Regions from separate parts of the Zea mays genome. Here region 1 is linked to region 2. A link is a contact called in public Hi-C data. All regions are on one chromosome and are shown on one strand. Each heading gives the region's core, a stretch centred on a gene start, on an enhancer-like site or on the middle of the called end of the contact. The rest is flanking DNA. Distances are from core to core; before and after follow the strand shown.

Region 1 (4,348 bases), core at 1,455-3,954, 530 kb before region 2:
ATAAGTTGAGGACGTATGTAAAACTCCTCTCCTTTTCATCTCACTGAACAACTCTTTAGCTTGATTCATCATTCCAGCTTTAGCAAAGTCACTTATGAGTGAATTATATGTGCTTGCTTTGGGAATAAAGCCTTTACTCACCATCTCACAATACAGCCTCAGTGCTTCAACTTTGTTGCTTTTCTTTGCATATCCTGTCACCAGTATATCATAGGTGAGATTATTGGGTTCAAGGCCCATCTTCTTCATCTCACAGATAACAGTATCTGCCTCTCCAATTCTTCCAGCGGACTCAAGGCCACCCAGAAGTGTGTTGAATGTAGCTATATTTGGTGAGAGTCCTTGATGAAGCATCTGAGCATACGTTGCAAATGCATTATCTAGATGACTGCTCTTACAATGGCCAAGAATGAGAGCATTGAATGTGATAGTGTCTGGTGCAATTCCTCTCCCCAACATTTCATCCAAAACAATTGTAGCTTTTCTTGTCATTCCATGGCAACACAAAACATGCACGAGTGTATTATAGACAGTGATATCAGCATGAAGACCAGCACCCATCATCAATTCATGAACTTCCAAAATCACGTACGGGCTCCTGCTTCCAGAACATGCTTGCAGCACCCTTCGATAAGTCAGAGGGGTTGGAGTGAATCCAGCAGAAGCCATCTCATTTAGTAAATATTTTGCCTTCTCCACAACCCCAGCCTCAAGAAGGCCCACAACAAGTGTAGTATATGTGATGAGATTAGGCTTTATTGAACTCCACTTCATTTCATTCAGTAGCTTTAGAGCTTTTGAGGTATTCCCTTCCCGACACTGTGCAGAAATCATAGTGTTATATGTTGCTTGATCAGGTTCTAAGCCCGTATTTCTCATCTCTTTCAAAAAAGATTTTGCTTCACTGAACTTGCCAAGCCTGCAAAGGCAATTGATAAACACATTATAGACAACAGCATCAGGTGACAGATTTCTCTCCATCAACTCCTGACCAACCTTAAGAGCAGCTGGCATGTTTCCTGTTTTAAAAAGCCCATCCATTAAGGTGGCATAGTTGACATGGTCTAGCAACAGACCACGTTCACCCATATCTTTAAATAATGCTTCAGCTTCCTCTATATTCCCATTCTTTCTCAAACCATTCACCAGTGAGTCAACAATAAAGTTGTTTGCCTCAACACCCTCATGCAACATATCACGGTACACATCAAGAGCTGCTTCTTGCCCCTGGCACTTGAAGAAGCCGTCGATAAGCGTTCCGTAAGTAACAACATTAGGAGCAATGCCACTGTCCTTCATCTTCCTCATATAGCCAGCTGCTTTGGCGATGCATCCTCTTTTAACAAGACCATTGAGGATTGATGAGAATGTGACAACATTGGGGCTAACGGATTTCTCCTCCATTTGCAACAGCATCTGCTCTGCGCCATCGATATTGCCAGCTCTGCAGTGTGCATCGACCAGTACAGTGTAAGTTACACAATTGGGAGTAATATTATCCGACAAAGCATGCCGAAGCACATCCTTAGCTTCCTCAATCTTCCCTTCCTTACCTAAACGGTCCATCACAGTTGTATACATGACCAGATCCATGGCCACGCCCCTTGAGACCATCTCTCCCAATAGACCCAGTGACTCGTTCACCCTCTGCACTTTCGCTAATGAATCGATAAATGTACAATATGTCACATGGTTTGGAGCGACTCCAATCTTGTCCATCTCCCTGAAAAGTGCATATGCCTCTGAGAACCGGCCATCCCTGCATAGGCCATCAACAAGAGCACTAAGGGTGACCACATCAGGCAGCACACCCGACCTGACCATACCCTCGTACAGAGTGAACGCCTCCTCGATCCGCTTCATCTTACAATACTCCCCAATGAGCGTCGTGTGTGTGACCACACTCGGCTCCACCCCATCCGCCTTCATCCTCTCCGCTACCTCCCATGCAGCATCAGCATCGCCGGAGTAGAAAAACCCGGCAACCAGGGTATTGTACCCCACCACATCAAGCGACAGCCCTTGTGTAGTCATCCTCTCCACCACCGCCAATGCTGCGGCCATGTCCTGGACTTTACAGTAGCCGTCAATGAGAGCATTCCATCCCACCACACCCAAGCCATCAATTCCTCGGCCTCGGACCAGCATCTCCGCCAACGCCGCGGCCTCGCCGACAAGTCCGGTCCTGCTCAGCCCCACGAGCGCCGTGCTCATGGTGACCCCGTCCCAGGGCACGCCGCGCTTGCACATCTCGGAGAGCACGGGCGGCGCGAGCCTCCCGTGTCCCTGCTCGGAGAGGCCAGCGAGGAAGATGTTGTAGCTGACGGTGTCGGCCGCGACCTGCGGCTGGGGCCCCGAGGAGGAACGGAGCAGGCTAAGCGCGGGCCGGAGCGCGTGGAGGCTGCAGTAGGAGAGGATGATGGAGTTGAGGGTGAGCGGGTCACCTGGGACGGGGCGGAAGCGGGAGGCGGCGGCGACGAGGCCCGAGGAGGCGAGCGCGGGGATGAGGCGGCGGAGGAGGCGGGCGGGAGGCGGAGCGGGGAGTGAGGAGACGACGTGAGAGGCAGCGGAGAGGCGGCCGGCCCGGAGGAAGGCGAGCGCGAGGGAGCAGAGGAAGGAGGCCTGGAGGGTCGGGGCCGGGGGTAGGGCCTGAGGCGGAGATGCCGCCCCCGCCATGGTGGGTGGTGGTCGGCGACGAGGGGAATGGAGTGGAGGGGAGGGGAGGGGAGGGGAGTTGCTGAGGAAGGCCGAGGACAGAGCCCGTTGGGCCTGGCTGGGGAGAAGCTGGTGGGCTTTAGTGGCTACTAGATGAGCCCAGTGGTAGAAAATGCCAGCCCAGCCGAAATATGCGTTCGGGTGTTCCGAATTTTTTGTTTTTTAGCCCTTTATGCGACAAAAATATACAATTAAACCCCCAGAAATTTTATATGCATGTTTAGACCCGATACTCGGCGTTATAGCCTATGGCGCCGAGGTAACACATCTCGGCGCCATAGGCTATGGCGCCGAGCTCTGACGTGGCACTAACGGCTACCTGCGTCTTACGGATGACGCGGCGTCGATGCGGCCTCGTAGCTCGGCGCCACAGATCTTGGCGCCGAGCTACGGAGGCCTATAAAATCGGTCGCGCTGCTGGCGGAGAAGACCTCATCTCCTCTCAATTCAAAACTTCGTCAAAAGTTGTTGTATTCAAAGTTTCGAGTTGCAACACTTCGTAGACCAAGGTTTGGTGTCTCACTGATTCGTTTTGTATATTGGGATGTACTTTTTCGATTATTAGTTTCCAATGTTGCTCATAATATATATAGTATCGTTAATATGATGAGTACATTTCATTTGATAGTTTGTGTAAACCGATTATAAAGTCTATTAGGTACAAGTGATAATTATAATCGTTTATTAGATGAAAGATATGTACCGGGAGGCGTTATGGCAGAAGAGAGGTCGTCCTCGGAAGTTATATCCGGACGTATCTAGTAAGGATGCTCCTGTTCCTCCTAAACTTTCTGTGCTTAATTATGACTGTGGCAGACTAGCTTGGGTATGTCAATCCAAACATCCAGACACGGCTGCTCGCTGCGTCTACCTTTGTGGCGGTTTTAACGTACGTAGCTTATGACTTGTGACTTAATTTTGTTTGAATTTTTTATTTACTAGATGTGTAATAGTGCTTCGTTCCATTGTTTTAGGAGCACCTGAGGTGTTTCTTTTTCCAGTGGATCGATGGTCCTGATAAATTTGACCCTCGATATTTTCTTTTCACTAATTGGTCGTGTGGAAAGACTAGTCATGAGCGTTTTAAACGTTGGATACCTCCTCCCTCGAATCCTCCACCAATGACGGATGCGGAAAAGGAGGTAGCAACAGAAAGAAGGATGGACTCACCGTCTCGATGCGATTGTGGAGATCGTACTGTCATCGACGAAAACACTGTGAAGCACTTCGTGTGTCCGAACATTGATTATGTGAGCCCATCGATGCGCGAGGTTATATAAACTTGTTTTTTACAATAAATTACTAATTTATTCTCCTGCAGCCATACGGGTGGCGTAAGTGTCGTTTCAGAGAGTGGTTGTATGGTCCTTTGTCCCATTGGCCAGAGGCAGAGGTAAAGGAAAAGAGAAAAAAAACGGTGGGCGAAAGAGTTGAAGTTTGATCCAGTACTCTGCAAATGTGGTATTGAAGCTAAATATGGATTAGTTCCTTCCGAACTTGGTGTTAGATATTTTTGTGGACATATGGTAGATTACAATGAGGTTGATATTTATTTATTGTTTTGCACCAGCTGTAATGTTAGACCCGTACTTACTATTTTTTGTAAGAGACGAGGAAATACAGTTGGAAGAGT
Region 2 (4,833 bases), core at 1,738-4,237:
CACTTGTTGGACACGAACCTGCAGGGCATCAACTCAATGAATTTAAGCTTTCATCATAAGACTGTAACATCAACAACCACATCACGTGGCAGACATTATAATATCAATAGATAGTGGATAAAACATACTTCTTGTTGCAATCTGAGCGGCTAGACAGATCCACGGTCGAAACCTGCCACGCTAACTGGGCAGCTGCAGCTGCTATGAATGGATAGTAGGGCCACCCTGTCCAACATGATTTCAGGTCTGGAGTCAATATCAAGTAAAAACAATACCATTCTTCGCTCAAGCATCACACTAAACACCAACCAAGGTCAGCATTGTAACCACTGAGTGCTAAGCTGCCGACGCATGCCGCGCCAAAGCCACTGATCCAGTATTTGGTCAAATCTCCAAATCTTAATGCTGTGGACTTGACTCCTACTTTCAGGTCATCTTCTTTGTCCTGAGATGCATGGAGATATGCAAGTATAAGACCACCGCGACAACATGAAATGGCCACTTCATCAAGGATTAATATGAAAGTAGGGATAGCGAAACACCTGATGCGCATATATAGTATCATACACCAGCGTCCAACAAATACCAGCTGTATACAATGGAAGGATGATTGCAGGGTCTATGCTTTCCTTAATAGCAGCCCACCCTAGTAAAGCTCCCCAGTTGAATGTCAGGCCAAGATAAGCCTGAGGCTGTTATTAATGCACCAAAAGAAATACAAGCCCTCACTCTGTAAGTAATAATATACCATTCTATATAAGCCTCCATATACACAAATATAACACATACCCAAAATGTGAACCTCTTCATCAGGGGATACGAGAAGACCAGAACAAGTGAAGACGCCCCCAGAATACGACTACACACAGGAAAATGCCAAAAATTACATATAAACTGCCCTTATAATCAATATACATTTGTTTTCACTTTCAGGTAGTGCAAAGATAAGAAAGTATTAACAGGCACATATTATGACTTTGTCTATTATCTAAAGTTTTATACAGACTGAAAATACAAGATTGACATGACTAGATTGATGATGGAAAAAATTCCTTATATATCACTCAATATATTTTTATAGATGTTGCTAGTCGAAATGCCATTCTGAAGAGCATGCTGGTGGTGTCCTTATACTTGTGATCGGAGGTAGCAGTGAGTTTATCACAGAAACAAGATATAAAGAACACGGGAAGTAGAGTACGGCTCTCATCAAATCAAATTGCTGGACATAAATATTTTGATCGTAATGTCCTGCTGTGGAGTGTGGACACTCACTGATAAGTGGTTGAGGGAACATGGATAGTCATATAATAGCGTCAGCCGCATCAGCCAAAGAAGCACCTGAGTCTAAATACCTGTAGTTATTCAATTGTAGAAGAATGCCCAGTCCCAATAGAAGCTGAATTCCAAGGAAGCCCACTCCCTGTAAAGGAGTAAGCACTCCTGAGGCAAAAGGCCTACTTCTGGTGCGCTCAACCTATGGAGAAATATGGCACCAGATAAAGGCATGTAACGTCCATAAGGCCCCGTTTGTTTCGTTGGAATTCAATTCCATTTTAATAATTATAATTTAGACAAAACTAATTAAGTTCATATATTTATATATGTAATATATTTGTATATTACACTAAATCATATGAGGGAGATATTTATATACTACATTTATGTTATAGCGAAGCAAATAAAAGAGTGTGTTATAAGTTGTACATCGGAAAAATAGTATGCAAATCTATAGAATCAATTTTCATTTCTCACCCCATGAATTTGAGATAAGCTTATATGATATTTGAAAAGTGGTGGAATGTCACATCCTAAAAAAATAGCCTATTCCATTAGTAAGATTCCAATTCCTCAAAATGAAAGGAAACAAACGGGACCTAACAGTTTTTTTTTCCATTGATCAACTAATTTTGTGCTTGGTTTAGTTTAAGTGCGAGGCGCCATCAGAAATCAGAACATCAAAAGGAAGCAAAATCACCTTATTATCAATGTCGCGATCCAGAAGATCATTCACCGTGCAACCAGCCCCCCTGAGAAGGACAGCTCCACATCCGAAGAGTGCCAGCATTTTCAAGTCTGGCAAATCCCCTGGCATTGCTGCTATTGTGATCGACCTGTGAAGCAAAGGTCTGATATTTTCTTCAACACAGAACAGCTTTTCAATTTCATCTTTCGTAAAGCAATAGTGAACTTTTCTGTTTTTTTTTTCAGTTAGTTGGAGTGTTGGAAGCATGAACTAATTGAATGAGACACCGTCTCACCTATGCAGTGAGCGAGGCATGACGATGCAGAGTATTCAATCGAGAATCAGCGGAAGAAGAAAGAAAGGCGTACCACATGCAGGGCCAGGCGAGGAGCCAGGTCCCAATGGGTTTGTCGAGGCGGGCGAGCATGGCGTACGGCCGCGCCGCCTCCGGGATCCACTTGTCCACCCACGTGAGCTGCGCCTTGTCCGCGGGTCTGGAAGAGGAGGAGGAGGTGGAGAGCGGTGAGGCGTGCGACCAGTGCCTCGGGAGGAGACCCCTGGCGTGGAGCAGCTCGGGGGCGAGGACGGCCGACGCCGGGAGCGGCGGGCACCGGCGGAGCGCGATGACGTGACGCCGGTCGGCGTGGGGGTTATTAGGCTCGGGGCGGGTGGAGGCTGGGCTCCGGGGAGACAGCGAGGAGAGGAGAGATGACAGCGCCGGGAGAGGGGTAAGAGCCCCGCGGCCCCGGCGGCGGAGCTCGGATACGGCGGCGCGGAGCAGCGCCATGGGTGGCCTGTCAGTTCAGTTGTGGGGAACGGACGGATTTCCAACGAAGGCCAGTTGAATGTTCTGGTGGCAGGCTTCTCCTGGATGGGGCGGGCGGCGGAGACGGACGGCTTGCCGGCGGAACGGCGGCGGGTGGCGACTGCGATTGCGACGACGGGGCTATGGGCTAGGGCCTATGGAGGGAGGGAGAGGCAAAGGGAGGGCCCGGCCCAAATGTTTATGTCTGTTTCTGATGGGCTTTTTGACCATCAATGAAACATTTGGTTACAAGAGTCCGTCTGGGTTCAGTGGTACGTGAGCAAATATCATCGGAGAAGAAGACGACCCCTGCGACTGCGATGCGAGCAAAACTCTCAGATCAGTGATGTGCAGCTGCCTGCCGATAACTGAGCAAAACTCTCAGATCCATGGAGTATGCTGCGTTGTTTTGTTTAGAAGCATTTAGGAAAAGAATCTGCGTGCTCATGTTGTTGCCCAGCAGTCAGCAGAGCAAGATAGGTACTGAAGCTGTATCTTGCTGGCAGCTGAATTATATATTCATTCAATCTACTTCTACCTACTTATGTGTAGTATCTAGTACATGTCTGTACAGGACCACCAAACTGCATACAATCTACATACAATCTACGACAAATATAGGTGACCACTACAGAAATTGGGCCGGGTGGGCCCGGCATGGCCTAAGCCCATCGTGCTTTATATCAAATAAGTTCGAGCTAATAAGACTTAAATTTTTTGAGCTGTTTCCGTGCCCGTCTAAAGAATAGAAACAATGGCCTAACCTGACGCTAAAGCACGTCGTGTCTTTATTGAGCTCCCAACCCATATTTGAACTACATAAATCCAAATATTATAATCACATAAAGTTCATAACTTACTAAATTAAAGCTATCAGACAATGATAGCGTCAATTAACCCATAAAGTACAAATATTACAACAATATAAAGTCTATAGCTCACTAAATTAAAGAAATTAAACAATATAGGTTTTATTAGACCGTGCCGGTCCAAGCCCAGCCTATGTGTGCGGGCCGTGCCAGGGGCTGACGAACCAGGATTTGAGGCCCGGTCGAGGTCCGCCTTTGGGTCGTGCCAGCCTGATCTATGTTATTTCGTGCCGGGCCATGCTTTGAGTTCCTATTTTTAGACGTGCTTGGTGCTGGCCTAAAAAGCTCGACCCATATTTTCAGCACTAACCACATGGACCGGGCTATATGGCCGGCACGAGGCACGACCATTTTGACACAGTATGATAGTAACCATGCCCAAGCAGACATGGGCCTCGTTATGGGTTGTGCTTGGGCTTAGGTACAAGCCTATCGGGCGACACGGGCACAACCCATTTACTGTCGACTCATTTAGCACAATGCTAGACACGTGTCACACCCGGTTTTGGAAGGCAAACCGAATACGAACTATGTACGTGCCAGGATCAGAAATTCGCGTACACAACGATTACATAGTTGGACATCATCACACATTGCTCAAAATAATAGCGGAAATAGTATTTTATTACATCGAGATGTCCAAGACATCCACAGAGTCATTAACTTAAGTCATAATCAAAGTGTTGAACGAAACGTAGTACGATAAGACCTTTACAAGCAGCTGACTGGGGGTTTGCCACTAAACACAACTAGAACTCGCCAAAGTCCTGAAACTCCTGAAAGTCCTCCATGTTGCCTTCATCTTCTCCTAAGCATTGGTTGTAATGGGAACAACCTGGGGTTGGGTATTTTTAAAGCAAGGGTGAGTATACATCAACGTACTTAACAAATGTTCCGTTTGGCTAAAGTGGACTAGCTGTATGTGGAGTTAAGCTTAAAGTAGTTGCTTTTAGTTGGTCGGATATTTATTACTAGTAGAAAGCCAAATTTAATAATAAACCAAAGTTATTAACCCAAATAGTACTCCCTCCAAGAGGAAATACCAAATACCATAAAGATAGTCATCATCGTTAAGCATCATCATAATAGTATCCAAAGTTACTCTAATCAAAGGAGCCCCCAAGGCTGCTCATAACCGCGAGCACGACTGATATACCAGTTTCTAACACTCTGTAGAGGTTGCACACTTTACC

Evidence for each region. Hi-C and Micro-C count contacts between places; a contact is called where the count stands out from the background.
Region 1: a Hi-C map of leaf shows a contact between it and region 2, with 5 times the contacts expected there. The contact joins the promoter of LOC103654097 here to the promoter of LOC100282174 in region 2. A contact is called at or near these places in 2 of 25 Hi-C or Micro-C datasets (endosperm and leaf).

The regions. Positions count from the first base shown.
Region 1 is chr4:174,839,983-174,844,330 of Zm-B73-REFERENCE-NAM-5.0, reverse strand. It overlaps LOC103654097 (pentatricopeptide repeat-containing protein At5g14770, mitochondrial), which reads right to left and starts at 2,704. Exons shown (of 4, transcript XM_035967404.1): 1 at 1-2,704. The coding sequence starts at 2,676.
Region 2 is chr4:174,310,601-174,315,433 of Zm-B73-REFERENCE-NAM-5.0, reverse strand. It overlaps LOC100282174 (para-hydroxybenzoate--polyprenyltransferase), which reads right to left and starts at 2,987. Exons shown (of 8, transcript NM_001155086.1): 1 at 2,335-2,987; 2 at 1,979-2,114; 3 at 1,356-1,477; 4 at 790-859; 5 at 543-692; 6 at 310-445; 7 at 129-225; 8 at 1-18. The coding sequence starts at 2,753.